Linked DNA regions of Mus musculus: all the other regions are linked to region 1. The links are chromatin contacts, called in public promoter capture Hi-C maps. All regions are on one chromosome and are shown on one strand. The core of a region is the stretch at or near the end of the contact, and the rest is flanking DNA. Distances in the headings are between cores, read along the strand shown.

Region 1 (3,836 bases), core at 120-2,619:
TTAAAAATGGAAAGTTCCCAAATCTCTGTCAGCTCCTTGGTGACCTCCAAGCATTCTGGGAAAACTAAGATGCATCTATAACTCAGGATAATACTCCAAGGATACTCTCCCCTCTTCTGAATCCTAAAGTAAATTGTCAGATCTTAAAGAAAAAACACTCCCAGTGAGCCAACTCAGGTTTGTCTAGTTTGTGTTGTTGTTGTTATTGTTGTTGTTGTTGTTGTTGTTGTTGTTGCTGCTGCTGCTGCTGTTGCTGTTGCTTTGGTTTGGGGGCTTGGGGGTGGGGTGGGGAGGTGGGAGTTGTTTTATTTTATTTTGTTTCTTTTTTTAACCAAGTCACACAGCCTCAGCCTGCAGGGCATGTCATCAGTAATTCCAGAAGAGGGCAGCAGCAGACAGCACTGCAGAGAGGAAGCCACTAAAACAGGGAAGAAAAAAGTGAAGGGCTCAGTAGTAGTAGAAGCATGCCTCTCAGTATCACATGCTTTGGCTGTTGTATTTATGTGGACCTCAAGTGCATATTGGCGCCTTTCTGGCTGACCTCACTGACAAACTCTACCCTGTCTGCTGTTGCCAGGTGAAAGAACTAATCCAAATCACCAGAGTAGAGATCTAGCAGTGTCTCCTGTCATTGTTTTGTGGTGAGGGCATCATGGAGGATTTTTTTTGTGGGTAGGATCAGCCACAGGTTGGAATGGCCTGGTACTATATGTGGAGAGACACTGTAAATCATGGAGAAGGGTGTCATGGATTAAACATATGTCCCCCATGTGTCAGACTCATTTAACAAATGCCTATTGCTTGTGAAACTGTAAATAGAACAAAAGTACTCCTTCAAAGGACTGGTCACCTACAGGGAAGTCCTCTTTGAGCTGAATGATGGAGCCAGATGCACAGGGACTACTTAGTTACGCACACCAATAGAGTGATTGCTGTATGGGCCTCTCACATGATGTGGGTACCTCAGTAACTACCCAGTAACAAGCTGATGCACAGGGATGAGGGGAGAGGAGGAGGAAGGGAGCACAACACAGACGAGAACTTTGAGGTTGGAAGATGACAGTTTACTGGACCTGGCCAGGAACCCAGCTTCTATGACCACTCCCATTTGCACTCCGACATCCATTGTAGGAGAAGGGGAAGTCTTGGGTGCTCTGCTTGTTATAAGAAACTAGATGGTGTTCTCTTATCAAAGTTCTCCTTCTGGTCTAGCCTGTGAGACAGTGCATTCTTCAGAATCCCAAACTGGGCAGGAAAATTCTCATGAGAAACCAACAGAGGGCAGCAGCAGACAAACCAGCCACGTGAATGCGCTCTTGCCTCTTACTCTGAACCTTCAGGACGCGGGACAGCGAAACCTATTGTAGAGCCTGAAAGCACCAGTTTCTCGTACTTGCCCTTAAAAAGAGACCAGTCTCACTGTGGAGGAGACTACAGCTGTCCCTGGCTGGGTTCAAAGTCTTAGAATTGTCTCTTTCAATAAAGGAAAGTAAGGGGTGAAGGATGTGGCAGTCCTTCACCGAGGCATTTGACATACGTGGATGACGGTAAATGTGCCTGTGAGCTTGGCTGGAAGCTGGGGGTAGGCCTGTTTTGCTACAGGCTCCTTGCCAATAGGCCAGATGTAGAAAAGGGAAGCATCGTCGCCAGTTCTGCATACACAGTGACAACAGGGTCCTGAAGGCAGGCCTGCAGCTTGGAGCACCACCCTGCACTGCCATGGAATGCCAATATCAGTAAAGTGAGGGCTGCCATGTAGGGCACCAGTGACAACGGCCATGCCATCGGGGCTTGGGGCTGCCTGGCTATGACTGGCACCTAGCAGTCGAGTGCTCATTGCTTGTGACAGCATGTCACTGTGGCACTTGTCTAAGATGGAGGGGGGACTCTACCAAGTCACTGCAAGTGCCCCCTCAATAGCAGCAAGTAGCCAGAAAACAAAACGAGAAGCTCAACACTGACAAAAGCAGCGCTTGTTGTATGTGAATGCAAGGTTGGGGGGGGGCATAGCTTTGTGTGAATTCAAGTGTATGAGAGGAGACCATATCTTTGTGTGAGTTCAAGTACAGCTTGTTATATGTGAATGTGGGGGGGGGGGATATAGCTTTGTGTGAGTTCAAGTGCATAAATGCCACAGAGCAGGTTAAAACCCAACCTTGGGCGTCAGTCTTTGATTACCACCATGTTTGGAGGCAGGATCTTTTGTTGCTCTTCACTGTGTATGGAAGTTTGGCCAGCCTGTGGGCTTCTGGGCATCTCCCATCTCTGCTTCTCTTCTCTCCATGGGGCATGGTGATTGCAGATTTGCACTACCCATTTTGGCTTTATGTGAGTTCTAGGGAAGTGAACACGGGTCCTCGTGCTTGCTTAGTGTCTTACCCACCAAGTCATCTTCCAAGCCTTTTAAACAACTGCAAAGAAAAGAATTTTTGTTCTCTAACTGCTGGCCAAGATTATATTGGGTAACACGTGTAGAACTGTTGCCATTCAGTCAGCCTTGTATCACAAAAGTGTGGCAATGTGTGTGTTTAACCCAGTTGGTGTTAAGAACAGCAATGTGGGCTGAGCTAGTGCACAGTGTAACCCCAGAACCCACAATATTGGGGAGGAGAATCAGAAAATCAAGGCCAACCTGAGACATAAGGAGACCTGTCTCAAAATAGTAGATAGGAGGCTGGAGAGACAGCCCAGAAACCACATCAAAAGGGACTTGCTGGCCAGCCAGCGCAGCTGTGATTTACAGGCTGATGAGAAGCACTGTCTCAAACAACAGGGTGGATGAACGTCACCTGAAACTAACCTCTAGCCTTCAAACACAGGTTCACATTCATGTAAATATACCCTCACCTCTGCCACATGCACAGGTTTACATGGGCACCCACATGAAATGCATACACTAGACAAAAATACAAGTCAAACAACCATAAAGATAGAAACAGCTGACTGTTCCTAATCACCTACTAACTGACAGGGACAAATTCTTACTTCCATTCTGCACATGAACCCACTCTAACCTCATGGGCCACTGTCAGATACTATATCCAGTGTGAATGAGACCATGGAGCAACTGGGGCTTCAGTTAAATGTAGATGGTTTCCAAGGGGGCATGAGTCTTGGTGGGACAGTCTCACAGTCTGATTTTCTGTCCTGCAGGTCAGCCAGTACACTTTTGCCATGTGCAGCTATCGAGAAAAGAAGGCAGAGCCTCAGGAACTCCTACAGCTGGACGGCTACACCGTGGATTACACCGACCCTCAGCCAGGTACCCACCTCTGCCTTGGCCACGCACTGACAAAAGACAAGCTCGTGTTAGCAAGATGGTTTATGCTAGGCAATAACCTGTTACACCAGAGAGTCTCTGGTTCAAAGCCAAAAAGAAAACACATACTTTGTCATTTATGCACCTGGGACATCAATGATGTACTCTACAATACGCTGCTGAGGATATCCATAAGAAAGAATATATACTTGTATACCTACCAGGGAACTGCATTTGTATGGGACTATGGTGTGTGTGTGTGTGTGTGTGTGTGTGTGTGTGTGTGTGTGTGTGTGTGTATACATATGGAGTTGCATGTGGAGACCACAAGTTGGAATCAGGTGTATTCCATTGCTCTCATAATTGAACCAGGAGCTCAGTGATTGGCTAGGCTGGAGTGATGACTATCAAATGCCAAAGTCTCTGCCCCCTCCAGCAGTAGACTGACAGGTATAAGCCCGACTGTTATATGGGTGCTGGAAATGAGACCCTCGCTCTTTCGTGGTAAGCACTTTACCAGCAGAGGCAACTCTTCAGCCTCTAAGCCATGACTTCAGCCTCAGTGTGTGTCATTGTT
Region 2 (3,616 bases), core at 957-3,456, 180 kb after region 1:
AAGTCGGGATAGAAATTCAGGTTTTGAGGATGCAGGTGAACTGATATTATCTCAGTCAGTGCTGGGTGAGTGGTTTGCTTCAGATTTGGTGGGAGAGAAGGGTCATCTATAAGTTTGTCATTTACATAGAGATGGGGGACATTGGGTGTGGACTTACATCCCCCGTGGGAATGTCTTAAATTGAATGGGCGGTGTGAAAATATTCTTCTCCAGTTGGGCAGGACTCTAGCTTTGATACCTGGAAGTTTCAGCTTTGTGTGTGTGGTGGTGGATATTAAGGAGACAGACTCATAATTGCTGAATTTGAGGACAGTTTCAGAGTTTGGCAGGATGAGATTATTAGTCTATCATAGACCATTTCCACTGTCACTTCTCCTTGGAGATCTCTGTCTGTTGGCCCCCACCCCCACCCGTTCCCCAGCTATACTTTTCTTTTCTCTACCTGCTCCATCCACACCTGATCTGAAATGGCCATCGGAGGAGACACAGCTAGATAGGTGGATGGAAGGAAAGAGTTTTGCCGAGGATAGGATGTTGTTCGGCTGCAGTCCAAACTAGAGCTTTGCTCGTCCGTCTGGCGTTGGATGGACAGTTTTCCCTGGGATGGGTAGTAGTGGGCCGGGGATCAGATGGACACTCAGCTGCAAACGGAGAAGAGGGTTTGCCTTCACCGGCACTTTCCCCGGCTCCGCTGATGCTATATCTCTGGAGAAGGAATTGACTATCAAACCCTCAACCCTGTTTGCTCATATTATACCCACCGTAATCCTCTTAAACTGCCTTTGCGGCTACAAAGCTCTTGGTCTTGCAAAAGCCGGCTGGCAAGATATAATTGTCCGACGAACAAAAACAGCCAAAAGTTTTCAAAAACCCCATGCACAGCCCCTCTTTTCCCTAAACCTAATTCTCTCCTTCTCTAGCTAGCCCCCCCCCCCCCATAAGAACCCTCAGCCTCGACCACTTTTGTTGTCACCAAGAGCACCCGGCCTGTTGAAAGTGCTGGAGCTTCTTTGAGCAGTTTGTTGTGATACGCAGGTGGAATGGTCTGCAAACATGAATTCAGCCCCTCCAAACCCAGCGCCGAGCGCTCTGCTTTTGTGCGCCCGGCACAAAAACGCTGAATTCCTCCGAACTTACTTGGGGCCTGTCTAGAAAAGAGCCTTTTCTTCCCTCTGCTTGTACCTCTGGCCACACTAAGTCTTTGCCCGCCCCCCTTCAGACCCCCTCCTTCTCCCCTCTGATAATCCTTCTTTTTATTTTAGAAAAACACAAAACCCGGTTCCACGCGGTGCTTTAGTGGCTAAAAGTGAAAGAGCTGCCTTGGCAGAATTCAGCTCTATGAATCACTTCGGAAAATTGGTTCGACTGAATGGCCTTAGGAGGAAAAACGTTTTAATAGGATCCAGGGGAGGTTCTGCTGTTTCAATCTGCTCCTTAAACAGGTGGAGATTGGACCTTCTCAATTATACAAACAGTAAGTACCCAACAGCGGGAGAGCTGCCCTCCGAATCCTCCCCGCACGCAGCCCTAAACCAGGCGCAGAGCCTGCCTTTGCCTCTCAAACCCGATCACAAATCAGCAATTCGGATCGATTAGCTTCTCAAAGAGCCCTAGGCCTCTCAGGGCAAGAATCCCCCAGCCCTACTGAAAAAGTGGGCCAGAGAGCTGCAGGCGCACCCACCCTTCCCCAGGTCCCCAGGACCCCGGCACGCCGCCTGCCCTCCCGGACTCTTCGAGGTCGTCCTTAGGCGGCGGGGAGCTCTCTCTCGACCTCCGACGCCAGCCAAGGCGAGCTCGTTGCTTTTGCATAAATTAATATTTCCCCATTAACAAGTTCCCCCCTCCAAACGCGACGCCCGCGTCCATGCGCCACATCCTAATGAGGTAATTATCATTTGCGCGTGTTCGGGGCTGGCGCTGGCTCCGTAGGTAAATGGCAGTTTATTAGCACGGTGCCCAGTTCGGCTGCGCAGGGCTAAGGGATACTTTGGTGATTAGACGGACACCAGGGGCCCTTTGAGGTAGCGCGTCGGGGACACCCCGCCTTCCCCGCGTACCCTAAAACTGTAGGCCCCCCAAAGTTGTGAATCACCCAAGGAACTCTGCCTAGGTTTGGGTTTGGGCGGCCCCCACCTCCTTCCACCGGCAAAACCATCACGATTCTTCCCCCTCCCCCCTCCCTCTCTTCCCTCCTTCCCGATTCGCAAACCGCTCGCACTTTCCCGAAGGGAGCGCGGGCGCTAGTTGCCTCCTTTAAAGTTTGAGGGGCGGTGGCGGCGGCCGGCAGGCGCGGGGGAACGCAGGGTCCTCAACGGGAGTCGCGCCGCCGCCCATGTCATTCCACTTCAAGTGACTTCATGTGATGTCAGCTGAATGTAAAAGACAGTGATCTCACGCGGAGGGGAAGATGTTTGCCATCAAAATGTGACAGAAGAGACACGCTGCATGGCTCGGAACGCATCTCCTTGGCGGTGGGGGAAAGAGGTAAAAGCGAGGTGGTTCTTCCGGCCCTCTTTAACTTTGCTCTTTCAGTGCCCAGTTCCCAGCACGCGTGGCGAAGGCCTGGGTCCAGGGAAGGGCTGGGAGTGTTAATTTGAGACTCCTTTCTTCTACCCCTTCTCCTTTCCTTTGTACAGCCTCCCCCTTCTTCCCCCTTTCATAGTCCCAGGGCAATAGCTGGTGGGTTCCTTTGCGCGCCGGGTTAATGGGCGGTAATTTGGTACCCTTGGGTGCACTTTGTTCTGCTTCTGTTCATTTGAATGCAAATGGGTGACCGGGCCGACTAGGTGCTTATTAAATTGCGGTTTCCCCCCTGCCTTTTCCGGAATGCAGACTTAGAGGAGAGAGGCTGTGCCCTGGCCCAGCCTGGCCCAGCTTGGCGCGCCATGGCCAGCTCAGCTTCCCTGGAGACCATGGTGCCCCCGGCCTGCCCGCGCGCTGGAGCGTCACCGGCCACTTCTAAAACACTAGCTTTCTCTATCGAGCGCATCATGGCCAAGACGTCCGAGCCCCGAGCGCCTTTCGAGCCCCGGCCTGCTGCGTTAGAGGCAGACAGCAGCCAGAGCAAGAAACTGCTCAACCTCTGCTCGCCGCTGCCCTGTATGATCCCTCTCCAGCCTCTAGGCTACGAGGTGCCGTCCAAGACGCTGCTCAGTTACTCGGAGTTCTGGAAGAGCAGCCTCCGGGCGGGCGGCGGTGGAGGAGGAGGCAGCGGCGGGGGGGCCCCAGTGTGCGGCGCCAGCGGCTTGTGCAAAACCAACTGTGGCGTGTGCTGCAAGGCCGAACTGGGCCTCGCGCCTTCTGCGCTGCCCGCCGGCAGGGTCATCAAACCGCAGGTCATCAACCAGGCTGTGGGGCTGCCTGCCAGCGGCTCTCTCTACTACTTCAACTACCTGGACTCCACCGCTTACCCACCTTCGGAGCTCCTCGGAGGCCACCTTTTCCCATCCGGCCTCCTCAACGCACAGGCCCCCACTTCCCTGGCTGCTCACCCCAAGCTTTTTCTGCTGGAGAACGCCAAACTGGCCAGCCTGGCTGCGGACAAGTTCCCCCACCCAGCTTCCTATCCCCATAAGGAGCGCTTGCATGCGCCACTGGAGCAGGTGCTGAAGGAGAA
Region 3 (3,761 bases), core at 268-2,767, 250 kb after region 1:
AAATCTAATTTGAACTTTAGAAAGGGTGAAGGAAGGGAACATTTTGATATTAATATATAAAAATAAATAGCTATGTGGATGTTTAGAACATAATTGTGTCGTTTACTCTCATTCTTAAGAGACAATGAAGTTATCTACAATAAAATGTCCTGTCAGAAAATGATACTTTCACATTTTTGTCTTCCTGTGCATGTTTCACTAATAAAGGTAACATACACTCTGTATTTGAAGTATCTTTTTCAAAAACTTACATTTCTTCATGTCTTTTAGAAAGGTGAATTTCTTGAGTAAACAAGGAAGCCATCTTTAATCAAAGCTGGGCTATAAGTTTTCTGCTAAATAATAAAAACATTTAGTTATCTTTACCCATGTGTTCAACTGTGCGATTTGGTTTTAGTACTGAAACAATACATTAATTCTCTCAAAAGAGAAAACTGACAATTTTATGTGTAATGTGAAAGAATGCACTCAAGCACATTTTTATTAATTTTTTTTTTTTTTTTTGCATTTGTCAAATTCACTCAAAACACCATGGATCAGGTAAACTCAAGACGCTTCATATCTGCTACCTCCACCCAAGCTCTAATCTTAAACAGAATTTCAACAAACAAACAGCCGGCACTAAGACTAATGGACATTTTAACAGAAAGAAAAAAAAAAACCTAAAAATTCAACACACACTCATAGACAGAAAGGCAAACACGTCTGAGGACCAACTGGGAACTCATGGTCTTGCCTTTAGCGGAAGACTGCTCAGTGCTACCATGACCCTTCCAAACAGGGGAAGTATTTTTACATGTGTAACTTAGGAAAAAGTCGATTAAGTCTGCCCGCCGCGTTCTAGCAAGTCAGCACTCGCGTTTGGAGACTTCCTATGGCACACTACACCAGGCACCACTCCCCTTGGCTAAAGTACTTGCACAAGTATAGATGGTGGGCTAATGACGTGCTCTGAACGCGCTAGGCTGAGCACACAAGCTAAAGGTGCCCCACCAAAGGGAGACACATCCAACACTGACATTCCGTGAAGGAGACTTCCCTAAACTTTCTGAAATTAAACGCCGCTCGCTCAGGATCGGATGGCGACCGGACGCCCGAGCTCTGGGTGCTCCGCACACTGCACAGGGGCCTGCCCGGCCCTTCAGCAGGCTCCTTCTCCGCCCAGGGCCCACCTCACGCCCGGCTTCCTCGCCTTCCTCCCGGCGAGGTTTGCAGCCGACCAGGGCAGCGTCCAGGCGCCCCTGGAAAGCCACTCCTGCCGCCTCTCTTCCTCTCCTTCGGGAGCAGTTCAAGAAAAACTCTGCCTTTTGAAGCGAGGAAGCGCCCAACGGCCACCCCAAGTCCCGCCTTTCGTCCCAGAAAACTCTGGAAAACCTTTCTGGTCACCTGGCTCCCCTCATTAGCTTCCTCCTCATCCCCCCCTTGCCTCAGGGGCTACGGGCTGTGACCACACTGCGCCCACCTCTGAGCTCTTCCGGGAACGCGCCATGGACGACGCCTGCGCAAGACCTGGGCGTGGTCAGGCAGCCATGTTTGCGTACTTTACGCTCCTGACGTCAGTCAGAGTCCCAGCTACTTGGCTTGGCTTGGCTCTGGCGCGGGTTCGAGCACCTCAGGGAGATGAGACTGTGGAAGATTCCCCAAAAGGGGCCTTAGAAACCTGGAAGAAGATGTGGTGATAGCTCAAGCTTTTAAAAAGTGGTCTCTGCATATGTTATAAAGTCTTCGGGGAGTACAGTTGGCTTCCTCCCTGTAACATATTCCTCCTTTGGAATGTTCCAGTGGGGGGGGGGGGGGGGGAAGGCGTGAGTGTTGTGGGGACTATCCAAAGACTTGTCATTAAGTTTGTTCATCCGAGGCCTGCAGAGCAGCCTCTAGGTCGCACACAGATCAACACAGCAAGTTCACAGCCTTGTGTTGTTTAGCCCACAGCACTCCTCCCATGTGCAGAAGTGTACCCTTACGCTTCATTTTATTCCTTGAAATAACTTTGTGAGCGAGTAGTTCTGTTTATTCTTTGCTTATAGATAGAGATATGGAAGAGTGATAAAGTCTTAACTAAGAGTTGCACAGCTGGTAAAGGGTAAACAGAACACATTTAAGTGAGTTTTTCCTCCTAGGTTACCTACATTAAATGTAGCACCGAATTTAGACACTTTGAACTCAGTGTGTCCTTTATTTTGAAAGCCTCTTTTCTACACACTTAGGTATCTTCACTTCTTTACTTCTAGGGCAAGGTCTCACTATGTAGACCTGGCTAGTCCTTTAAATCACAGGACATACCTCTGCCTCTCTGCCTCTCTGCCTCTCTGCCTCTCCCCCTCTCTGCCTCTCTGCCTCTGGTCCTGGGAGTAAAGGCATGGACTATGATACTTGGCTCTTCCTATCTTATAATGCTACTCTCTCAATAGAGGTATTATTTCATTCTCAGTGTGGGACTTCCCACTTCCCCAGCCACATTTTTTTTTTCCACAACAAAAGAACATTTTGTGTTTTGTAAAGTTCCCTTTAAATTTTGGTATGTGTTTGTGTGTGAGTGTGTGTGTGTGTGTGTGTTGGGATGGTATGCTACAATGTATATAGGTGTCCTCAAAGGGCAGAATAGAGATTTAGATCCCCTTGAGACTCTTTATTTGATTGTTGTGATGAGAACTCTTGTCCTCTGTAAGAACAGCCAGAACTCATAACTGCTGGATCCATCTCTCTCCAGCATCAAGAAAAATATTTTTGACTTTGGTTTCCTATTGTGCATTTTCTAACTGGATGAGTGAAATTTCTCCTGATTTTGAAGCACTGTAACCTGTGCTTGGCAGATCTGTTGTTAAACTGCTTCACACCCTCCCTCTTTAAAAATAGACCCTTGAATGGTTCTGTGTTCTGGGCTCTCCCATGAATAAAATAGCCTTTGCATAGTCACAAAGCATTCTTGTTTGTTTTATAGAATTTCAAAATAAATTTTAACTATTTTTGGACTATGTGAACAGACAATCTAACTATTAAAATGTTTTCATGTTTATTAAGACAAACTTTATGTACCCTCATGCTTTGGGCATGTTTGCATAGCAGTACAATTGGGAGAAACTACAAATTTTCCTCAGAGCCTCTCCTTTTTGAGTCATTGTCTGCCTTACTGTCAAACCAAGAGATAGTATATAAATTTTGCAATCTTTAGGAAAATAGTAACCAGGAATATATCACAGAAACTTAAAGATTATCTAGATATATTTTGATCATGTATAGTTACCCATAAAAGTTCTTCCTCTCAGCTTAAAGATTAGCTGTCATAACTCCTCTCATGACAAATCACATTTGTGATCCTTTCCATGAGACAACTAGCTGATGAGGACAAATCTCTGGCAACCGCATAGTGCATCAGTTCTTATAGCCTGCATTTTGTTAGTTAAATCTGGGTGTTTTTTAGAGTGAGATACTCCTGCCCTATACTGCAAATCACCATCATTGTCTAAATAGCAACTGGCCCATTGTGTGGTATTCTTCTGTACATGTGTAGTGAAGATAATGTTTCCTAGTGCTGATTCTTGCTTGCCCTAGCTTACTATTTTTGCCTTATTTTTGCTGTATAGGAAAAAAAATTGGGGGGGGGAGATTTATGTGTCCATGGAGATCAGACGAGGGCATTAAATTCCCTGCAGCTGGAGTTATAGGTGGTTGTGACGGGGCATAGTGGCTGGGAACTGGACCTAGGCTCTCTGGAAGAGCAGTAAGCATTTTAGCCACTGAGCCATCTCTCCAGATCCTGA

The links. Promoter capture Hi-C pulls out the DNA fragments that hold promoters and counts their contacts.
Region 2: a contact with region 1 is called in a promoter capture Hi-C map of neural stem cells. The contact joins the promoter of Fezf2 here to the enhancer-like site in region 1. A contact is called at or near these places in 8 of 39 promoter capture datasets (cranial neural crest, embryonic stem cells, frontonasal cranial neural crest and 3 more), 1 of 15 datasets of contacts at CTCF or cohesin (stem cell-derived epiblast-like cells), 20 of 484 Hi-C or Micro-C datasets (bone marrow-derived macrophages, cerebral cortex, embryonic cerebral cortex and 5 more), 17 of 115 datasets of contacts at active chromatin or transcription factors (astrocytes, bone marrow-derived macrophages, craniofacial prominence and 8 more) and 4 of 9 other capture datasets (adipose tissue, embryonic stem cells, embryonic tail and 1 more).
Region 3: a promoter capture Hi-C map of neural stem cells shows a contact between it and region 1. The contact joins the promoter of 3830406C13Rik here to the enhancer-like site in region 1. A contact is called at or near these places in 9 of 39 promoter capture datasets (the 3T3-L1 cell line, 3T3-L1-derived adipocytes, cranial neural crest and 6 more), 1 of 15 datasets of contacts at CTCF or cohesin (embryonic stem cells), 16 of 484 Hi-C or Micro-C datasets (the N1E-115 cell line, the Patski cell line, cerebellar granule neurons and 12 more), 10 of 115 datasets of contacts at active chromatin or transcription factors (T-cell acute lymphoblastic leukemia, bone marrow-derived macrophages, embryonic basal ganglia and 3 more) and 2 of 9 other capture datasets (adipose tissue and pancreatic islet).

The regions. Positions count from the first base shown.
Region 1 is chr14:12,527,899-12,531,734 of GRCm38.p6, reverse strand. It overlaps Cadps (Ca2+-dependent secretion activator), which reads left to right. Exons shown (of 31, transcript NM_001042617.1): 10 at 3,154-3,262. Among named protein-coding and RNA genes, the nearest start is that of Fezf2, 180 kb to the right of the region's middle. Within about 2 kb of position 1,369, at least 24 of the 459 cell types and tissues checked have an H3K27ac peak or open chromatin away from gene starts, as enhancers often do. A contact at or near this core is called in craniofacial prominence, embryonic cerebral cortex, embryonic tail and 1 more, where this site is marked.
Region 2 is chr14:12,344,455-12,348,070 of GRCm38.p6, reverse strand. It overlaps Fezf2 (Fez family zinc finger 2), which reads left to right and starts at 2,206. Exons shown (of 5, transcript NM_080433.3): 1 at 2,206-2,484; 2 at 2,833-3,616. The coding sequence starts at 2,886.
Region 3 is chr14:12,281,959-12,285,719 of GRCm38.p6, reverse strand. It overlaps 3830406C13Rik (RIKEN cDNA 3830406C13 gene), which reads right to left and starts at 1,517. Exons shown (of 5, transcript NM_178141.3): 1 at 1,463-1,517; 2 at 252-335. The coding sequence starts at 304.